Linked DNA regions of Mus musculus: region 2 is linked to region 1. A link is a contact called in public Hi-C data. All regions are on one chromosome and are shown on one strand. The core of a region is the stretch at or near the end of the contact, and the rest is flanking DNA. Distances in the headings are between cores, read along the strand shown.

Region 1 (5,197 bases), core at 2,255-4,754:
AGTTGAGTCCACTAATATTGAAAGATATTAAAGACAAATGACTCTTGGTTCCTGTTATATTTGCTTTTGTAGGTAGCTTTATGTGCTTGTGGTTCTCTCCTTTTGGATTTATTGTGAGATGCTTAATATCTTGTCTTTTCTTTGGTGTAGGTAACTTCTTTGTGTTGGAGTTTTCCTTCTAGGATTCTCTGTAGGGCTGGATTGGTAGACAGATGCTGTTTGAATTTGGTTTTGTCCTGGGATATTTTGGGTTGTCCATCTATATTGATTGAGAGTTTTGCTGGGTATAGTATCCTGGGCTGGCATTTGAGTTCTCTTAGAGTCTGCATAACCTGTGACCAGGCTCTTCCAGCTTTCATAGTCTCTGTTGAGAAGTCTGCTGTTCTTCTGATAAGTCTACCTTTGTATGTTACTTGGCCCTTTTCCATAGCAGTTTTTAATATTCATTCTTTGTTCTGTGCAGTTAATGTTTTGATTATTATGTGTCAAGAGGATTTTCCTTTCTGGTCCCACTTATTTGGTGTTCTATAGGCTTCTTGTACCTTTATGGCCATCCCTTTCTTTAGGTTGGGGAAGTTTTCTTCAATGATTTTGTTGAAGACATTTTCAGGTTCTTTGAGCTGGGAATCTTCATTCTACTCAATTCCAATTATTCTTAAGTTTGGTCTTTTCATTGTGTCCTGAATTTTTTGGATGTTTTGAGTTAGGAGTTTTTAATATTTTGAATTTTCTATGACAGTTGTGTCAATCTCTTTTATGGTATCTTCCACACCCAAGATTCTCTCTTCTATCTCTTGTATTCTGTTTGTGATACTTACATCTGTAATTCCTGACCTCTTTCCTAGGTTTTTCATTTCTATGTTTGCTTACATTTGTGTTTTCTTTATTTTTATTGATTCTACTTCCACTTTTAGGTCTTGGACCCCTTTATGCAATTCCTTCACTTGTTTGATTGTGTTTTCCTGTATTTCTTTAAGGAATTTGTTTCCTCTTTAAGGGCTTCTACCTATTTACCTGTGTTTTCCTGTATTTCTTTCAGTGAGTTATTTATATCCACCTTAAAGGACTCCATTATCTTCATGAGATAGGGTTTTAGGTCAGCTTCCTGATTTTCAGATGTGTTGATATATTCAGGGCTTGCTGTGGTGACAGAATTGGGTTCTGATGATGCCCACATATATTGGCTTCCACAGGTTATGATCTTGAACTTACCTCTTGACATCTAGTTATTCCTGGTGTTTGCTGGTCTGGGTGACTCTGTCTAGAGTCTGCCTCTTCTGTCCCTAGGTTGCTTTAGGACTCCTGGTAGGCCTGTGGCCCTGGCTGTAGCAGACCTCCTGTGGTGCCCTCCAACTAGGGGGTCTTCAAAGGGGTATAGAAGCTGTTGTTTTGATGCCCTGACTGCAGTAGATCTCCTGGGAAGCCTTCAGACTGTTGGGTCTTCAGAGGAGCAGTCAAGCTGTTGTCCTGTGTGAAGCTGTTAGGTGGGGTGGGGGGCTATGGATTGTGGTTTCTGTTTCTGTGTGTGCAGCAGAAATCCAGGGAGGCTTTGTGTCTGTTGGGTCAGTTGCCCTGCATGCCACAGAGCCTCCAGGAGGTCTTCAGACTGTGGTGTAGGTTGCCAAGTTGCCCTGTGTAGAGAGAAACTCCTGGGATGCCTTCAAGCTATGGTGTCTTCAAGGGAACAAGCAAGCTGGCAATCAGTTGCTCAGTTGCCCTGTGGGCATTGGATCTCCTGGAATGCCTCAGATTGTGGTATCTTCAGGGGAGCAGACTAGCTAGCAATCTGTACCAGCAGAAAGGGCTGGGAAAAGTGGAGTGGTATTTGGTGAGCAGGGGTTTTGGGGGTTAATGGATTCCTGAATCCACTAGGCTCCCAGCAGCTGCTGTGGGACTTCAGGAGGGTTCCTACCAAATGCTCTGTGTGCAGTGGATCTTCTGTGATATCTCAGGATATGGTGTCTTCTGGAGAGCAGCACCACTTTTATTATTGGGGAAAAGAGTCAGGCAACTCTCTGCTCTCTGTTCACAAAGTCTTCTTCTTCATTGATACATATAAAAAGGCCATCAAGGAGGTATAGATAACCAGGGTGTTTAGGGTAGGAATATGATTTTTGAGTCCTTCAACTTGAATTACCAGTTGTCTCTGGCCCTCTATACATTTTGTACATTTTTATACATGTCTGGCACATTAAGGATTCCTTCTTGCCAGCTCTCTCATGGAAGAGCAGCAAGCCAGCCATATGGAAGGAAACTAAAAAATTATTCGGGTTGAAATAAAGGAAGACTGTTTCTTCTCTTGTCTCTAAGCCACATAACTCTATCCTGTCACTCTAGTCACTACAGTTAGAAGATGCTGGGAGAAGTTCTTCATGGGAGCACACAACAGCCACCCAGTTTCTAAAGAACCTTGCTTAGCCATATCTGCAAATCATTAAACATTGAATTTTTGTGCTGAATTTTATTTTTGACAAGAAAGTGTTGGAATCTCCAGTGCTGAAGTGTCAGCTCTGGGGCTTTGTCACTTGTGAGCCTGTGACTGTCTGGCTGGAATGTGGGATCCCACCAAAGTGCCTTCCCAGAGAAGTGCAAATTAGAGCCAGACATGAGCCTTTGGGCTCTTTGTATTTCCAAAGATGGTTTGAGTTTGTCCTTGGACTCCAAATGGCTTTTTGGTTTCAAACTAAACTTATTTTAGGTCTTCAATGTCCATTCCTCCTGTCTAACACTATTTTCTAGATTATTTTGGTCTGACCCGCCCCCACCAAAGGTCAAGAATGTCTATCTTTGGACCTATCCATTTGAATAGTGCCCTCATGGGCACAGACTATACACAAACTTAGTCTTTCTCATAGAATACATGGGTGAAAAGGGCAGCTTTGCTCCCTCCAGGGTTAATTTGGGAGGATGCATAAATCACTCAGCTCTGCAAGAAATGTGCTAACGTTCTAAAACTCCCTAGCTAGCCCTATCATTTTAACTACTAAAAACAACCTCAACCACCCCTTGAGAGATGTGGATACTTGACTAAATGGCAATGAATGAAGCAGCCCTTGTGTGTCTGGTGTCTGGTGTCTGGTGAGCTTATCTAGAAAGATATGATCCTCCATTTGGAAAACACCCATCCGCAATGGAGGGAGAAATAAAAATAAAGGGCCTCTTATAAAATTATTACCTTGTCATTTAAGTCAACAGCAGCGATGCCATGATAGAAACCAGCAGTTGTACCACACGGTTTTATCACTCTAATTACATCAAGAACACAGTAACTGTCTGGCAGAGATAAGATTAAAGAAGGCAGAGCCTTTCTGAAATTTCCAATAGACAGCACCTGGATTTATGGACTGGATTTGTGTTTGGACATTAAGTTCAATTACTTTACTTCAGCACTGAAGAGTTCTGTCGCCAGAGAAATATCACGTAGCTGGTCCCTCATCTTTGCAGCCCTGCTCACCTCCCACCCTGCAGACATTGATCTGTCGACACCAGGCGGGTCGCACTGTCCAGCATAGAAGCTGTCTGTTTTCTTTCCTCCTCTACCCACTCCCTTTTTTTTTAATCTCCCCAGAGTCTGAGAGACACAGACCTCTTTGCTTGCTGAGCAGTGTGGGATCTACAAGGAACACAGTCACAGAATGTCAGTAGTAAAGGGGTCATTTAAAGTCATCTAATCTGGCTCTTTCTCTCTACAATGGTGGCAACTGGGCTGAATGATCGACTGTCCAAGGGTTTACCACTAGGACATAAAGCAGAGCCAAGTATTCCAACCCCCTGAGAGAATATAAACCCACTTCCACCTCATACTAAACCCGTGTCTCCCTTTGCTGAGTGCACATGCATCTGTTTTTAAAGAATAGGTATGTAAAATACATGGGATTTTTTTTAACTTCCTTCTCCTATACTCTTACCCATTTCAGGGCAGATTTCTGTGTTTCCTTTTTCCCCTTTTACTTTCTTGAAATGAAGAAGGGAAGATAACATATGAGGGCTACAATTGATGCTTTCGCCCTCCTTTATAAAGCTGGAAAGAGCAAAATCAGTTTGGGGACTTTCCATGTGGCTCTCTGTAGGGCTCTCAACCTCTCTATACAACTGAATTACCAAAAGAGTTATTTTTCCTTATATTATTATTATTATTATTATTATTATTATTATTATTATTATTAAAGATAACTCAATTGTATCTCTAGAATTTTCTTAAAACAGAGGTTCTTGGTCTCCTGCTTGGCCTAATCATCAGAATCCATAGCACTAGAATTAGTATTAAACTTGATTCTAATAGAACTCTTACTGGCTAACTTAGCATTGAGTAACAGACACATCTTGGAAACTGAAGTTTAAGATAAAGAAGGCAGAAGTTTTCCACAGGAAATAAATGGAAGGAAAACAAAATCCCAAGACTGGGAAGATAATTCAGTTGGTAACGTATTTGCTTCACTTGCATGAGAGCCTGGGTTTGATCCCAAGGATACACACATAAAACCCAGGCACACTGGCATGTGCTGGCAATCACTGCTGTGAATAGGAAGTAACACGTAATTCCCTGGAGCTCACTGGATAGCCAGAGTAGCTGGGGATGTCCAAACCACTGAGAGACACAACCTCGAGAAACAAGGTGGATAGTGTTTGAGCAACCACACTTGAAGTTGTCCTCTGAGCCTCCACACATATGTACATATGAATTCACATACTCCCTGTCCCATATACAAGGACCTCGGTGGGTGTAAATGTACATATACATGTGCTCATATACATATATGTGCTCATATACATACACATGTTCTCATATATATGCATATGCATCCTTAAAACATGCCCAACTCTAGCTCAAGCACCTCATTGTGTTCTGGAAAGTTATTTAGCCTCTCTTAGACTTGGTTACTGTCTATTAAAACTGGTCTTTTTTATGTACTTGCAATTATTACATAATGCATTTATGCTTCATATCTGTGCAAAGCCCACATGCAATGTATGCTCAACATCTGGCAACAGTATGCATGCAGAATGCCATAGATCTTAAGCTCACACCACACAGCTGTTCCCTGGCTTCCTCTTTTATACTAACCGCCCACACCCTTTGGTCACCTTTGTGTGGACACTGAACTGTAAGAGCTCTCATCTCTCTGAGCCTGCTGTTAGTGGAATCATAAACCAATAGGACATTCATGGATCTGACCTCAAAAGCAGAATCATCTGA
Region 2 (5,162 bases), core at 1,224-3,723, 640 kb after region 1:
TACCCAAGTCATTTATCTACTGGTCCAGTTCAGCCATGATCAACCAGGAGTAGCACTGACTAGATCACTGACTCGGGCCCACTGTTGTGGTAGATGGATGACTGAGAGGTTAAGATGCTCACTGGAGGAAGGCCAAGGCTAATGGGATAAGGGAGGGGCTCTTGAAATAGTGACCATTTACCAACCAGTATGAACACCTGTCATTTTATTTCCAGTGCTGGCACCAAACCCAGGGCCTTGCGTATGCAAGGCAAGCACTCTCCACCTCTGAGCTACATCTGTGCCATGGAATACTTGTTACGGAACCTCCTCCCACCCATGGGCCACAGGCTTGAGCATCACTGGAACCAACTCTTTACAGCTACTAGCATGCCCCTCTTCTCAGCTCTGCAGTGAGTGGGACCTCAAAGCTAACCCTGACGGGAGTATTTACACCAAGGAAATCAGCATGAGGTACCATATCAAGGACACCTACCACCCATCCACCACCTCCAAATGCTTACCTACCAGCACGCCACGGGTGTGAGGGATCCACTACAACCTCACTCATAGACAGAATGAATGGGGCCCTGGCAACAGGTAGAAGATTCTTCTTTAAATGCAGACACTTAAGGGCTACAGGTGTGGCTCAGTGCTAAAGTGTTTGCATAGCATCGTGAGTCTATGAGTTCAACCCCCCAGCACTACAAAATGAATGAATGAATGAATGAATGAATGAATGAACGATTTTTTTAAAAAAGCACATCTGGGCCGGCAAGATGGCTGAGCAGGTAAAGGTGCTTGCTTCCAAGCTTGACAGCCTCTGTTCAGTCTCAGGAACCCACGTAGTCTAAGTTGCCCTCTTATTTCCACACACGCACTGCTGCATCTGTACGCGTAGATAAATAAACAATTTTTAATTTAAATAAACACACTCATTCCACGTAACAACCACAGAAGGTAAGGATGACTTGCTAAGGGTCATACGGTGACAGTGAATTCGTACTAGGTGGGCTAGAGCCAAAATCCATGTGCTTTGCCCCTGTACATCACCCTGTTCCGCTTCCTCCCCTTTAGACAGCTTCAGGAGATTGCACTCTGCCACAAGTGCATAATTCAAAGTCCTGGCTGCAGAGAACCTGCATCCCCTGGTTTGGAGGCAGAGAAGGGCTGGGATTCCATTGCTCGGGATTCTTTAGAAAGATGGAAGATGCAAGCATCTCATCTGGAGAAAAATTCCCCTCCCAGCACTCCAACCCTAGAAATGTGCCTAATGATGCTTTCTAAACTGCAAAGTCGGGTTTTCATTACAAACACAGGTTGACGGCCCATATGCAGCATTATTGGTAATGAATGGTTTTCCACATCTCTGCCCTGCTATAGCTGCCCTGCCCACCTCTCTGATACTGAAGGCACAAACTGTACTGGCCCTTCCAAGACCCTTGGAAAATGCTGCCCTGGCCTGAGGAATAAGGAACATGGCCATCCCTGTCCCCAGCCCTGTGTGGGGACCTGGGGGGAGGGGCGCTTCTGGGAGGTCCTGGCTAAGTGGCATCAAGGACCAGATGGCTGAGGAGATTACTACGATTTCGTTTCCATATAATCCATAAACTTGGATGAGTTAATGTTTCTTCAAATGCATTATCTTGTAATCCCAGGGAAAGCTGTGCAGAGCCAAGAGCCTGGTTCTCTGGCCTCTACATGCCTGGCATGCTGGGTAATCCCTGCTTTGCCCAACAGGTCTTAACAAAGGCCAAGGAGCTTGGCCAGCAGGGGAGGAGATGCTGGCGGCAGGGCAAGGCTGGCACCTAGGAGGCTGGCATTTGAGGGCAATTGGGCAGGCCCGTAGGCTCCCAAACAATGCTGGGAATCCCACACTACAACCAAGCAGAGCCCACAGGACATCTGAGCAAAAGCCCAGGTGGGGATGAAGATTTCCTACTCTCTTGCTTTTGGCTCCATCCTTGGCAAAATGACTAACTCTGGGCCTTATTGTCTCAAAATATAACAAGGGATAGAAGCAGGTGACTCAAAGAGTCCACTTCGATTCACTCTCTGCTACATGTGAAGCCAAGGTCAGCACTGTTTCCCTGTCATATGCCAGGAGCTGTGACGAATAGATTCCACCGAACCCACTCCATGCTCGGGTAAAAACTAGCTGCTTCCAGGATCCTGGGTGTGCTGCTTGAACCTGGCATCATGGCACATGAGGACTGGTCTTAAGATGGAGCTCTGCCACTGACTAGCTAGCAAGCCACCTCCCTCCAGCTCTTCCCTCATCTGTCAGCTAGAGTTGCTTCTTCAACTGGTATCTCACGAGTGTCAGAGAAACTCAGAACACAGGGTGAACCTACCAACCTGTGAATATGTAACATCGAGTCCAGTACGCGGCCGGCAACCTGCCTGCAAGCTGGTGTCCTTGCCCTTTCCCCCAGTTCTTTCTACCTCTCCTGAGCTGCCTCACCCTTTTAGTGATCTCAGCTTAATCCTGTCAGCTCCTTCTGATGCATTAAGCTAATGCATTAACGATTTGGTTGGTGACTTCTTCCTTGCAATACAGTTGCGTGTTTGCAGTGGCCATCGTGCCTTGACTCGTTGTTGTGGACAGATGGCCACCTGGCGGTAATAACACGCTAGAAAGCCTAAGAGCCAGTGGGGCTTTCTGACCCACAGCCCAGCTTTTGGCCAAGCGTACCTAGGAGGGATATACGTTTGTGTGTGGCGCCTCCCTGTGGATACGATGTGTACTGCACAGACTCACCCAATCCCTGACGCACATGAACCAGCAGCTGCCCCAACCAGGACGTGAATCCAACATTCTTACACTGCCAATGCAGAAAACGAGGCCCACATGCTGGCATAGAACTTGTTCAAGATTATACAGTTCCCTTGGCATTTTGAAAACAGTAATAAATGACTGGCAACAATCTCTCATAATTTTGAGAACAAGAAAGCCAGAATCAAAGTGTGGTTTGCCCAAGGGTGTGTCCATGAAATGTGAATTTAGTTTCGGTGGTCAGTTCTCACACCATAAATCTTTAGGGAGATAGAGATGGCTCCCATTCTTTCCTGAGGAGCCAGGTAGTGATGACCCACGTGGCTTCTGAAATCATATCTAGCTAAATGATGCAAAAATCTGGTCCTATAAAATGCCCCTTTAAGTTTCTGCAAGGACACTGTCCATCAAATGGACTCTATCCAAGAAGATGGAGTCTGTCGTGAGGCTGGGCACTGTTCTCTGTATCCACCTAGAGAAGGCAGAGATGCTTCCTGAAGCTTTAGCTCAGTAAAGCCCTGGAGAAGCAGAGGAGAAGGTGCCACTGAACTCAGCAAAATACTGAATGGTATGAACTAGGATTTAGTTCAACAGAGATTCAACCACACCTAGAGAGCTACGGGCAAGGGATGAGACTGCTCTCCTGTGAGTGTTGCTCCTGAGGATTATCTGAAAAGGAATCAAAACTGACACATGTCAGAGACTTCTGCGTGCTGGTGTTGATCACCAACGATTCACAAAAGCCAAAATGGTTCACCCACAGATGAACACAGAGAGTGTAGTATGTATACACAATGGAGTGCTACCTAGCCACAAAGAACAAACTCATGTCATTTATGGGAAAATGGACATTAAGTAAAATAAGCTGGATTCAAAAAATACTATCACAGGTGCTCTCTCATATGTATACTGTAGAGAAAAAAAATAATTGAAGATGCCCCCAAAATTGAAGAGATGACTATGGAAGAAGAAGATGAGGAGGTGGTTACTCCCAAATACATTACATGCGTGTTTAAGTGACACCGTGAAATCCATTATCGTCGTGGCGTTGGCTCAACATCAGTCAGGATGCAGTTAGGAAAATGTAGCCCACGCCATGTCGTTCAAAAGAGACTTTTCAACATGGAGAATGAGTTCCCATGGTGTTGAGAGAGCTGGAAACCAAACAGGGTATGGAGAGGCAATTTGGAGAGGAGCAAGAGTAAAGCCATCACCCTGAGGGCTGGGGACAGCAGAAGAAAACAATGCTACCAGGAGCAAGCCATGCTGCAGGAATGTGAATCAAAGAGGGCTGCCGGCTGTGGACCACAGAGATGCTGAGCAGGCGATGTATGCACGCAGTGGGAAGGAATATTTAGCCTTAGCTTCCCTTCCCTTTAACCTCCTGCCAGTACCTCTCCCTCACTGGCCAAATCCAGTTAGAATCCAGTCAGTAAGAAAGCATGAGATGTGTATTTAAAGGGGTTATCACACACATTCCCCCCAAACACACACACACACACACACACACACACACACACACACACACACAGAGGATCTGAGAGCAAGAGGCAAAGGACCTGAGATGATGCGTGAGGTGAATATTCATGAGTGTATGTGTGATGTGAATGTTCAAGAAGGTGCACGTGTATTATCAAATCAGTTTCAAGGTATGCAGGAATCGATGTATGCAGGCGAATGTGGTAGGTACAGTTGTATCAGAGGTACCGATGTATCGGATCGATCTCAGAGGTTTGTATCGTGTGTGGTAGGAGAAGCATCGTGGGTTTTGGGTGTGATGTGAACATTCAAGGGTATGTGGATGCGTGGCTAGAATATTGATAGCTTTTGATGTGCACGCTTGTGTGTGCTGTGAATGTCCAAGGAGCTGAATGTGATGTGAATGATCAAAGGCATATGACGTGATGTTCCAGAGAGAGAGAGAGAGAGAGAGAGAGAGAGAGAGAGAGAGAGAGAGAGAGAGAGCATTCACAAGAGAGATTTTAGAGAAGAGAGAGACAGGACAGCAGATGTGTACAGAAGTGTTCTCTGTGTAGCATGTGATAGGGAAATGCAGTCATGGGTCATCTTTGACAGACATGCATGCTAAGCTGGTTTTGCCCCCTTATGCACTCAAGATGTCTAAAGAGGATAGTGGCCTAAGCTTTTCATGGGCACTATGCCTCAAGATCCATATCAAAAGCTTGTGTCATCCCACGTCAAGATGCATATCAAAGCCTGTGCCTTCCGGTCTCAAGATCCGGATCACAGGCACGCCTTCCATTTCTGGATTGTCGATCATTTCAGATATAGCCAAGTTGACAACTGGGAATATCCATCACAGGCTCCATCAGATAAAGCATGATTAGTCCCGTCATCTGAGGACACACTGGCCAGGTTGGACTTAGGTGACACCTAAGATCCATCT

What was found. Hi-C and Micro-C count contacts between places; a contact is called where the count stands out from the background.
Region 2: a contact with region 1 is called in a Hi-C map of the N1E-115 cell line, with 6 times the contacts expected there. The contact joins two enhancer-like sites. A contact is called at or near these places in 1 of 484 Hi-C or Micro-C datasets (the N1E-115 cell line) and 1 of 115 datasets of contacts at active chromatin or transcription factors (astrocytes).

What each region holds. Positions count from the first base shown.
Region 1 is chr7:78,117,792-78,122,988 of GRCm38.p6, forward strand. No RefSeq gene overlaps it. Among named protein-coding and RNA genes, the nearest start is that of Gm39038, 450 kb to the right of the region's middle. Within about 2 kb of position 3,505, at least 6 of the 459 cell types and tissues checked have an H3K27ac peak or open chromatin away from gene starts, as enhancers often do. A contact at or near this core is called in the N1E-115 cell line, where this site is marked.
Region 2 is chr7:78,763,803-78,768,964 of GRCm38.p6, forward strand. No RefSeq gene overlaps it. Among named protein-coding and RNA genes, the nearest start is that of Mrpl46, 17 kb to the right of the region's middle. Within about 2 kb of position 2,474, at least 31 of the 459 cell types and tissues checked have an H3K27ac peak or open chromatin away from gene starts, as enhancers often do. A contact at or near this core is called in the N1E-115 cell line, where this site is marked.